2 separate regions of the Danio rerio genome follow, and region 1 is linked to region 2. A link is a contact called in public Micro-C data. All regions are on one chromosome and are shown on one strand. Each heading gives the region's core, a stretch centred on a gene start, on an enhancer-like site or on the middle of the called end of the contact. The rest is flanking DNA. Distances are from core to core; before and after follow the strand shown.

Evidence for each region. A called contact is a pair of places that touch in the nucleus more often than the background predicts.
Region 1: a contact with region 2 is called in a Micro-C map of caudal fin, with 7 times the contacts expected there. The contact joins the promoter of atf7a here to the enhancer-like site in region 2. A contact is called at or near these places in 3 of 18 Hi-C or Micro-C datasets (caudal fin, hematopoietic stem cells and an unstated tissue).

The regions. Positions count from the first base shown.
Region 1 is chr23:30,414,297-30,418,793 of GRCz12tu, forward strand. atf7a (activating transcription factor 7a) reads right to left here and starts at 2,648. Exons shown (of 12, transcript NM_001030205.1): 1 at 2,636-2,648. It also overlaps a transcript of asb8 not described here.
Region 2 is chr23:30,307,514-30,312,349 of GRCz12tu, forward strand. It overlaps dip2ba (disco-interacting protein 2 homolog Ba), which reads right to left. Exons shown (of 38, transcript NM_212963.1): 4 at 3,505-3,630; 5 at 2,456-2,698; 6 at 2,043-2,192. Among named protein-coding and RNA genes, the nearest start is that of si:dkey-9p24.5, 38 kb to the left of the region's middle. Within about 2 kb of position 2,263, at least 4 of the 62 cell types and tissues checked have an H3K27ac peak or open chromatin away from gene starts, as enhancers often do. A contact at or near this core is called in caudal fin, where this site is marked.

The sequences.
Region 1 (4,497 bases), core at 1,398-3,897, 110 kb after region 2:
TTGGCGTGACCCACGAGACCTGCGTTGCACGTAGTACATTTATACCTCTGAAACGCTAGCTGGCAGTGAGGTTTTAAGTTCCTTTGTTGAGTTTCTTCGTTGATGTTTTGTTTTTTCTGAATGCTCCCTTACTGTACAAACAGCTAAAACTTACTCATTCTGAGGAGGGACCGGCGTACTGTATGTGCAACAACATTAATCATAAGGCAAACATAAAACAAAAGTTTTCATCTGGAGCTCCTTCACGGGACTTAACACTTTTAAACACCCACTTTCAAACACCACTTCAACTGCTCCCGCTCCACACTAGTCACTGCTACCGAGCTGACCAATCACAGAGCCTGCCATGTGCATTGTTGTAACGTGTAGTTACATTTTTTGAGTAGTGCACGTCAACGCCGGCATTAGCCACGGCGAGGGGTATGCAACCACACAAAGGTAGCGCCTGAGTATACGCATGTGCTTGATGCAGAAGTATAAATCAGCCTTAACAGGTGCACGTCATGAGCTTGAATCACATGATTTTGAATGCGGTCTTGACAATTTAAAATAAGCATATGTAGGACAAAATGTATCAAGATCCTGTTTATATATATATGCACAGATTAAAAAAAAAAAAAAGTATTGTTATTTACTAAAATTTCCAGGTGTAAAATAGACCTGAGGTATTTATTAATGATTTTATGACTTTTCTATTTAATTTACAAGAGCTGTAATTTATTGAACTATGCTTGACACCACAGGATAGTTTTAAGATTTGGCTCGAAACATTTTTTAAATGTGATAACAGCAGTTTTTAAAACTAGAAGTCCATAAAAACCTTAAAATGTTCAACCATTTACTGCGTTTTAAATGATGACAATATTAATTATATTAGCTTTTGCCATGTGTGACAATAACAATGCAACGGCACATCAAAAACACATATGAACAAATTAAACTGAATTGGTAAAAACAATCAAATTCAATAAAAGCATATATAATCGGATAACCTCTGAGCTCCTAACATAACTGTTTTTAAAGGTTTATCAGTTACTCTTAAAATCCATTTTCCTGTGGAGTTTTTAACTTCTGCAACAGCTTTTCTGCTCTACAGCCGGGGTAAAAAAAAACACAAGCAAGGCTCTGAACTTGCATTAATCAAGTCGCTGTGAGGCAATTACAGTAACAGCTGCAAAAATGCTCACTAGCGCACATGAAAATATGTCAACTGAGACGATGATGTATTATATGAGGACGTGCAGTCATTACAAACAGTAACATTATTGGAATTCAATGAGTGCCAAGTGAAGTTGACCCATATCTACAATTACAGTTCCACAGACATACAGATGGTGTTTACAGCACTAAGATGGACCATTCACACGCTCAGATGAAATATAGTTGACTACTATCAGCTGTTTTGCAGAGCCTTATTTTCACACTAGAAGTATTACGTATAATTATGTGAAATGTTCACTTTGTCTTTGTTCTATCACAATACTCTTGGCCAACACTTACGATAACAATCTGATTAACAGCAGGTGCTTGTTTTATATAACATATTTGTATATTAGCAAACAAACATGCAATAAACATGTATTGTTTGTTTACATTGCAAGCAAATGTTGAGATTTACAGTTGACATTTGCATGAGGTGGAATAAAGCAGTAATTACAGGAAGGCAATTAGTAAGACATTCAGCAATAAATAAATAAATAAATAAATAAATTTATGTTAAAAATATATATTTAAAAAAAACTATATTTATAAATTCGTTATTCTGCCAATCATGGTGGTTTTCTATAACTAACACAACTTTTTAGATAGCATGTTTACTAATAAAAACAAAAGACACGGCTGCCCAATTTATTTAAATAAAGTTAAGTGACACTTTAATGTGCAATTTGTACTTTGTATGTTGAATTTATAGATTACACTAAAAAATAACGCTAGTTTCTAGTGGCCGAGCCGAAAATAAACGTCGCTAACTATTTAGCAAACCCATGCTAACCTGATGTCTTGCGAACATGCCAACTTTAAAGCCAGCCTTTTCCCGTACGTGCCCGCCCTACACTTACTACGATTGGTCACTCGCGCGTCTATCAAAGATCCCCAATTGCTGTTTGGCCACAACACACGTCAATCAATACTGTTAGTCATGTCTCATTGGCGGACGGAAATCCCACTCAAAAGATGGAATTCACGGACTTTCGGTGTACAGGCCGCTCGTACTCCCCCCGCTAGAAAACAAAAGTATGCAAAAAAGGGACTTTGAAGCAAACTAAGTAATCGTGTCCAATTTGCCTCTTTATGTATACAAGAAAACGTAAATACTTACACTATATGAACACTCGGTAGCATAATTGAATACAGTGTTGACAAAAAATAAGGTGATAAATGATGGCCAGAGGTACTTTTCTATCCCTGAGATTTTCTGCTCTCGCTTGTCAAGAGCTCTGAGCGAGCTGCAGTGAACGCGACTCCGTCTGTAGCCCACTGCCAATCTGACAGCCTCACGAGCGCCTCTTAAAAGTTACTCGCGGCCACAGACGAACTTTTTAAACGCATATTTACAACACTTAGACTCTGTTTTTAAGTCTACACAATCACAGAAACCACATTTTTGACAGATGAAGAATGTTTACAAACTTACCACAGCGCCCCTCTATCCCTCTCTCTTCTCTCTCTCCTCTCTTGGAATCTGACACGCCCCTCCCCTTCAAATATCGCGAGATTTTGCTGTCAGAACACAGCCTCCCAACACTCACCTGAGGTGTTTTTGATCCTGCCAACGTGGTGGTCGATGGCGATGCTGTGAGGTACGGTATAATTGACACATTACAGAAACTCATTTATTGACTGTAATGTGGTTAAAGTTTTGTTAAGTCATTTAAACGTTAATGTGAATCTGTTCAGTAATATAAAATGGCTTAATACTATCTGTATTTCGAGAGCTAAATGCAAACTTATTTTTGTTCCTTCCAGTCTTTTCAGAAAATCTTTTAAGCCAATTATTACACTTCTCGGGGGGTTTCAATCAGAGATGATAAAATAGCTATATTATAAAATAATAATACTGTATATTTGGTATAGGTTTTTCCTTGAATATAGCCAATGCTGCTGATATGGAATTAAAACATGAATAAATAATATAAAATAATATATTATAAACATAACGCGCTCTAACAGAATTTAAAATGTATTTAAAATTGTAAAAATTAATTCAACTTAAAATAGTTCAATATAATTAGTTCATGTAGTTAGTTTGTAACTAAAAGTAAAATATATATCTAGTATTCTCATTACACTGTGCTCTGTTTTTATTTATTTATTATGATTATTATCACTATTATTCATTCATGAATTTCCCTTTGGCTTGGTCCCTTAATCAGGGGTTGCCACAGCGGAATGAACCACCAACTTATCCAGCATATGCTAACTTTACATAGCAAATGCCCTTCCAGCCACAACCCAGTACTGGTAAAACATCCATACACACTCATACACTATGGCCTATTTAGTTTGTTCAGTTCACCTGTAGCGCATGTCTTTGGACTGTGGGGGAAACCAGAGGAAACCCACGCCAACACGGGGATTAATATATTAATATTATAAAAATAATTTTATATTAAGCTCTAACTTAATTTAAATGCATTTAAAATGGTAAAACTTAATTAAACAAACTAATTTAATATATTTAATGTAGTTTTGTAAAATTTGAAATATATGTTTAGAATCCTCATTTCATTGTGTTCTGTTTTTATTTATTATCACTATTATATTATATTCCCAGTTTTAGTAACAAAAAGTGAAAGTATCTCCATAGCATCCACATTTGTTGTATTACATATTTATATGATTATTATTATGGATACTAGTATTATTATTCAAACCCTAAAACTGTCATGAACATTATTTTGTTGCCATCTCTGAACTGCAGACTCTCTTATCTAATCCTCTACTATTGAGTTTAAAATAGCCATTTTGTTATCAATAAAACTAAAGGTAATCTAAACTAAACTAAAGGTTTAAGGCTTTGAAGGAGAGGAAGACCAGCCTGCAGAGGGCCTTTATTCAGTCCTACTGTAGTTTCCTTCCTGACTGATTTACATTCTTTTGAGGAGGACATCCTGTGCTTGGACAGAAGTTTAAATAAAGCATGATGGAAAATGCAAACAGTCCTAACTGAAATGTTAATTCACAATAAAAATATGCTTTCCTCATTATTATATTGCCTATTGGGAAACCAAAAAACATGCTTTAAAGTGATAGTACTATGCAGAAAATCTTTTCACTGTTAATAATACGTCTAAGTAAATAAAGCTAAACAACACTTTAGTAAATAAAGGTAATTAAAACAGATTAAGCTGACATATTTCCTGAAAGACAGTCTTTTTCTTTCATGTAAAATTAGAATGTTGTTTTATTGTTTTAATTTTACAAACAAGGCATATTTCTTTAGCTTTATCTGACTGATTTCAATCAAGTTGTATTCTGGTGCCCTCTACTGGTTAC
Region 2 (4,836 bases), core at 1,013-3,512:
ATGTGTTGTTTATGTTGGAAGAGAATAAACTAACAGTACGATGATTGAAATAAAATTTCGGATTATTGATATTTTAGTTTTTACATGATGTAACTGATGAGTTTTGACTATTCTAACTTATTAATTAGGCATGAAAACCATTTCTTTTAAAATGACCTTTAAATAATCCTTTAAAATGTTTGTGGCACCCTAATGTCAGGACAGTTTTGTAATGTGTCACATTAATAGAATATCCTAAATCAGCATCAGGGCCATTGTTAAGAGAGATTGCACGGATTGGATGTTCAGTTTAAAGAATGAGTTATGACAACAAATGCGAAAGGGGTGAAAGCTAGTAGCTAATTCTAGACAGATTAAAGACTGTTCTAATGCTAATTCATCTCACCTGAACAGATTTTTCCACAAATATTTTAACAACGTGATGCGTCTGGAATGAAGGAAGCGATCAGCATGATGCTGGTTACCAAGCCCTGCTTTATTCACAGTTTGTTTATCTGCAGTTCTCGTTTTGTCATCCCACTTTGAACTATTGATACCTGCTGATGCAGAGTTATCTTCTTACATGCAGAAGCAGGTTGCTCATGCTAGTTTACAGCTGCTTGCAGTATGTTTAGAGTTTTCATGTGGAGATTTTTTTTTGTGGTGAACGCAAAGCAAAAAAACTAATTCCATAAAGCAGGATAAGAATATAATTTATATCAGTGGTTGTGAACTGGGAGCCTAACAGTGGGCCTCAGTAATTATATATAATATAAATATACATATATTCATAATGTAGCCATTAAACCATTGAAGACACATGCACAATTCTGGAGCTTTGTTAGTGTTGCCAGATAAAGCTGATGTTTTCCAGTTCAAAAGCTGTCCAAAACAACCAAACTGACAAAAAGCTGCCCAAAATATTAGATTAATACTTAATTTGAATTCATTTAAATCGAAATTAACCTACCCATTTTTTAACCATACAGCAACTAACACCAGCAGTCACAGAACCACAACATAAACAGATCACATCGAAACACTGCCTCCTCTCACCCACACACTACACTTGTTGTGTAGATTACACTACCTATTAGAGTATGTTTTACTTTCGAAATGGAGTATAAATTCATCCTATTTGATATTTTAAATTCTTTTGAACATAATTAGGTGCTGCTTGTCAAGCAGACAAGGCTTCTATGTTTGTTCCTGCTGTTAATTGTGTAAAAAAATTATCGACAAAAGTGTCAGGATAAACCGCTGTAAGTTTAACTGCCGGTGATACATGATGTGTGTGAGGGGAATCAGATTTGTCCGGGAGTCAGATTTTGATACAACTTTCCTTCACCTCTTCTTGCAGGTGGGCCTACGCGATTTGCGCTATGCACTTGTCACTACTGACTAAATGGAGTGTTGTTGAATAAGTTGCATATAAAATTCACGTTTCAAATTTTCTCAACCCACCTGTGCCATTATTTTACCTGCACAATCAAATCTGAAACCAACCAATCTAGCAACACTGACCGTTGCTGTCTATGGTGGATTAAAGAGCTCTCAGATTTAATCAAAAATATTGTATATATGTGTGTTTCAAGGATGATCAAGGGTCTCTGGGGTTTGAAACGACATGAGGGTGAGTAATTATTGATAGAAATTTTCATTTTTGAGTATACTATCCCTTTAAGTACATTTAAACCTAATTATCTAACATTGTTTTCCTCCCCCTCAGAAATCTTGTTTAAGAAACATACAGTTTGTGAAGCTTCTCCCACAGAGTGCATAAATGATGTTTATATATATATATTTATATATATTTATATATATATATATATATATATATATATATATATATATATATATATATATATATATATATATATATATATATATATATATATATATATATATATTTCCAACAATTTTCTGTAGTTACCGAAACATAAAAGTCTAGAGGGAGGGATTGCTTTGACTATTGTGTTGGCCAAACTGGGTCCTACAAGTCTAACAGTTCAGGAAGTTCAAGGTCTCCAGCATGTAAGAGCTGTGTGTGAGGCTGTCCATACCGCCGGCAGTGTCCATCATACTGGATCGGCTCTGGCCTCGGCTTATGCCCTTCACTGCGATGTTGGCTGGCAGGTCTACTCTGGAGTTCCTGTCCTGGGGCGCTGTGGACGTGACGTCAGGCGGGACACTGCCACTACTGCTGTTGGTATCTGTAAAGGAGACACATAACAGCATAGTGATTCATCCAGCATTCAATATGACACACAACTGAACAAACAGGTTTGCATAGCCACCGTTAAAGCTGACGAACTTGGAAATTAAGATCTGCTGCTGTTTTCCTTTGCCCTGATCACTGGGAAGTAAATCAAGCTTACGTAAGTACCAGACATATAAAAACTGAAGCTCTTCTTTGTGTCGTCTGTGATTCAGCACTTGAACACGTGTGTTTGTGTGACTCATGATCCTGCAGTACCTATGCGGGTGTGTGCCAGCACATCTGCGAGCGCACTGGTCTGCCCCTGGCTGTGGTTGTTGTGGTTGTGCGTTTTGCCATCTCCGTGAGAAAGCGTGGAGGAGGCGGAGGAGGATGTGGAGGAGCCCTGGACTGATCGGTTGATCCAGTATTCGGGACTCTGGAGGTTCTGAGCCAGCATTGCACTGATTGCGGCTTGACGCCGGCGCAGGGAGCCCTCATCCTCCGACGCTGACGATGTATCTGTGGCCACATGCATACAACAACAGTTTAAAAAGATAATAATGAATAGAAATAAAAACGAAAAGCTTACAGATAAAGACCACAAAAGGCAGACACATATACATGATGAGTTTGATATGACAACTTAAGATAGAATAAGCAGCGTTATAGAATTTGTGATCAACAGACTGGTAATAATTGCATTACATTCCTATTAACTGGTACATTCCATATTAACTTAATATGGTTCTATAAAATAGAGTTATTAACATAATATCACTAGAAAATAAACAAAAATATACAGGGTTTCTGCAGGTCTCACCAAGATATATATATATATAAGACTTTTTAAGACCCCGCTGACACCCTGATATATCCTACATTAACTAAATACAACATCTGACAATTTGCATAACATATTAAAGTTATTATTGTAAACTGAAATTAATTCCATGCAACAAAAATTATGTACTCCTTGATACTGAAATAACAGCTTAATAATAATAAAAAATGCAGTCATTTTATATGGTCTTTTTAAGTGCAGGAAAAAAATGGCTTCAAAATATCAGCCTTTTATAAAATATAGCTAGATTAATTAAAAAAAAAAAAAAATATATATATATATATATATATATATATATATATATATATACACACAAATACATTGTGGCAAATACAAATATATATTATATATACAAATACATTGTGGCCTTAAACACAAGAGTGTGCCTTTAAGGTTTGGGTTTTTTTTTTTTTTGAGACCCTGCTGGTCAGTGAGATCTGGACAGAAGGGGCAGCAGAAGGCTTGTGGGCGATGCATGACCCACCGGGAGGAGTGCAGTTTTCTGCAGGAGACTGGACGAAGGCTGAACGCCGCTTAGTGGGCATTGGAAGGGCCATCTTCTCCTCTTTATGCCGGGCCAGAGCTGCCTGCACTGCCTCTGTGTGGATATCTAGCAGATGGATGCAGAGACGACGAGAAGACAAAAGACAAACGAAAAGACAGATGAATAAATACCAATTACACAATGGTACATGACAGGAGGCAGATGAGACATACAGCAATGTCACCAGACAGTGACTGTAGTACTAAAATGACTCATGTAGACACAAAGAACTCTCTCTCTGTGGGAACAAACACAGTACAGAGGCGCTCAGTAACACTGTACATTTATTTAGGCCTGCTTTGAGAAAGGGGTCAAGGTTTGGCATCAACTCCTGGTTGATGCTTCACAACGCGTTTGCACAATTTGCTGACCTTTAGAAAAATTGCTATGGATTCAGACTATAATTTATATACAACCAAAATATGTGCGTACACTGAGACGGATAGCCAAATCAGTGTTTTCTCTATGTATTATGCATCAATTCATGTCATTGTCAAACAAATAAGTGAATGATATACACTATAGTTTAGAAATTAAGAGGTCAGAACGGTTTCGTTATTATCAAAGATATTTTAATAATAGAAAACCATTTATATTTCTTAAACAAATGCTTTGTTCTGTATTTTTTTTTTTTTTGGTTTTATTAACAAGAACCAGCCTGTACAGTTTCATTATACAACAAAATCACTTTACTTTCTTTAACAAGAATTAAATGAGTGAACAAGAGATTGGCACATACTTCCATGCTTTATGGCAGTGTAAAAAGATTCAACCCTTTTGAGAAACTTTACTAAGATAATTAGGTGCCAGGGATTTATTCTTCTCTCACCCAGGATATGTCTTTTAGGTGGTAAAACTGAGGTTCCACATATTACGAATAAGGAGTTCTCTCTTCTATCTGTTGGTATATCTACAGCAAGACATAAAATATTAAGGTTTTAAAAAGACATTTAATATCTTACACTTCAATAATGGATGAATTTGATTATGATTTTTCATTTGAAAAAATGTTAGCCAAAATGAATTGTGATAAGGAAGTGGAAGTGGATGTATGGTACTGTATGTTATATTAAGAACAGGGTTCTTACACCTTTTCTAACTTCAAATTCCAGAGCTTTACAAGCACTTTCAAGTTCTACTGCTACTGTATTGTATTTTATTAACGTTTACCTCCACCCCAATCCTAAACCCAACTGTCAGAGTAATGTAAAAACAGTAGTTGAAAAGAGTATTATTTATGCTATCTATTAAATTACCCGATAAATTGTATTT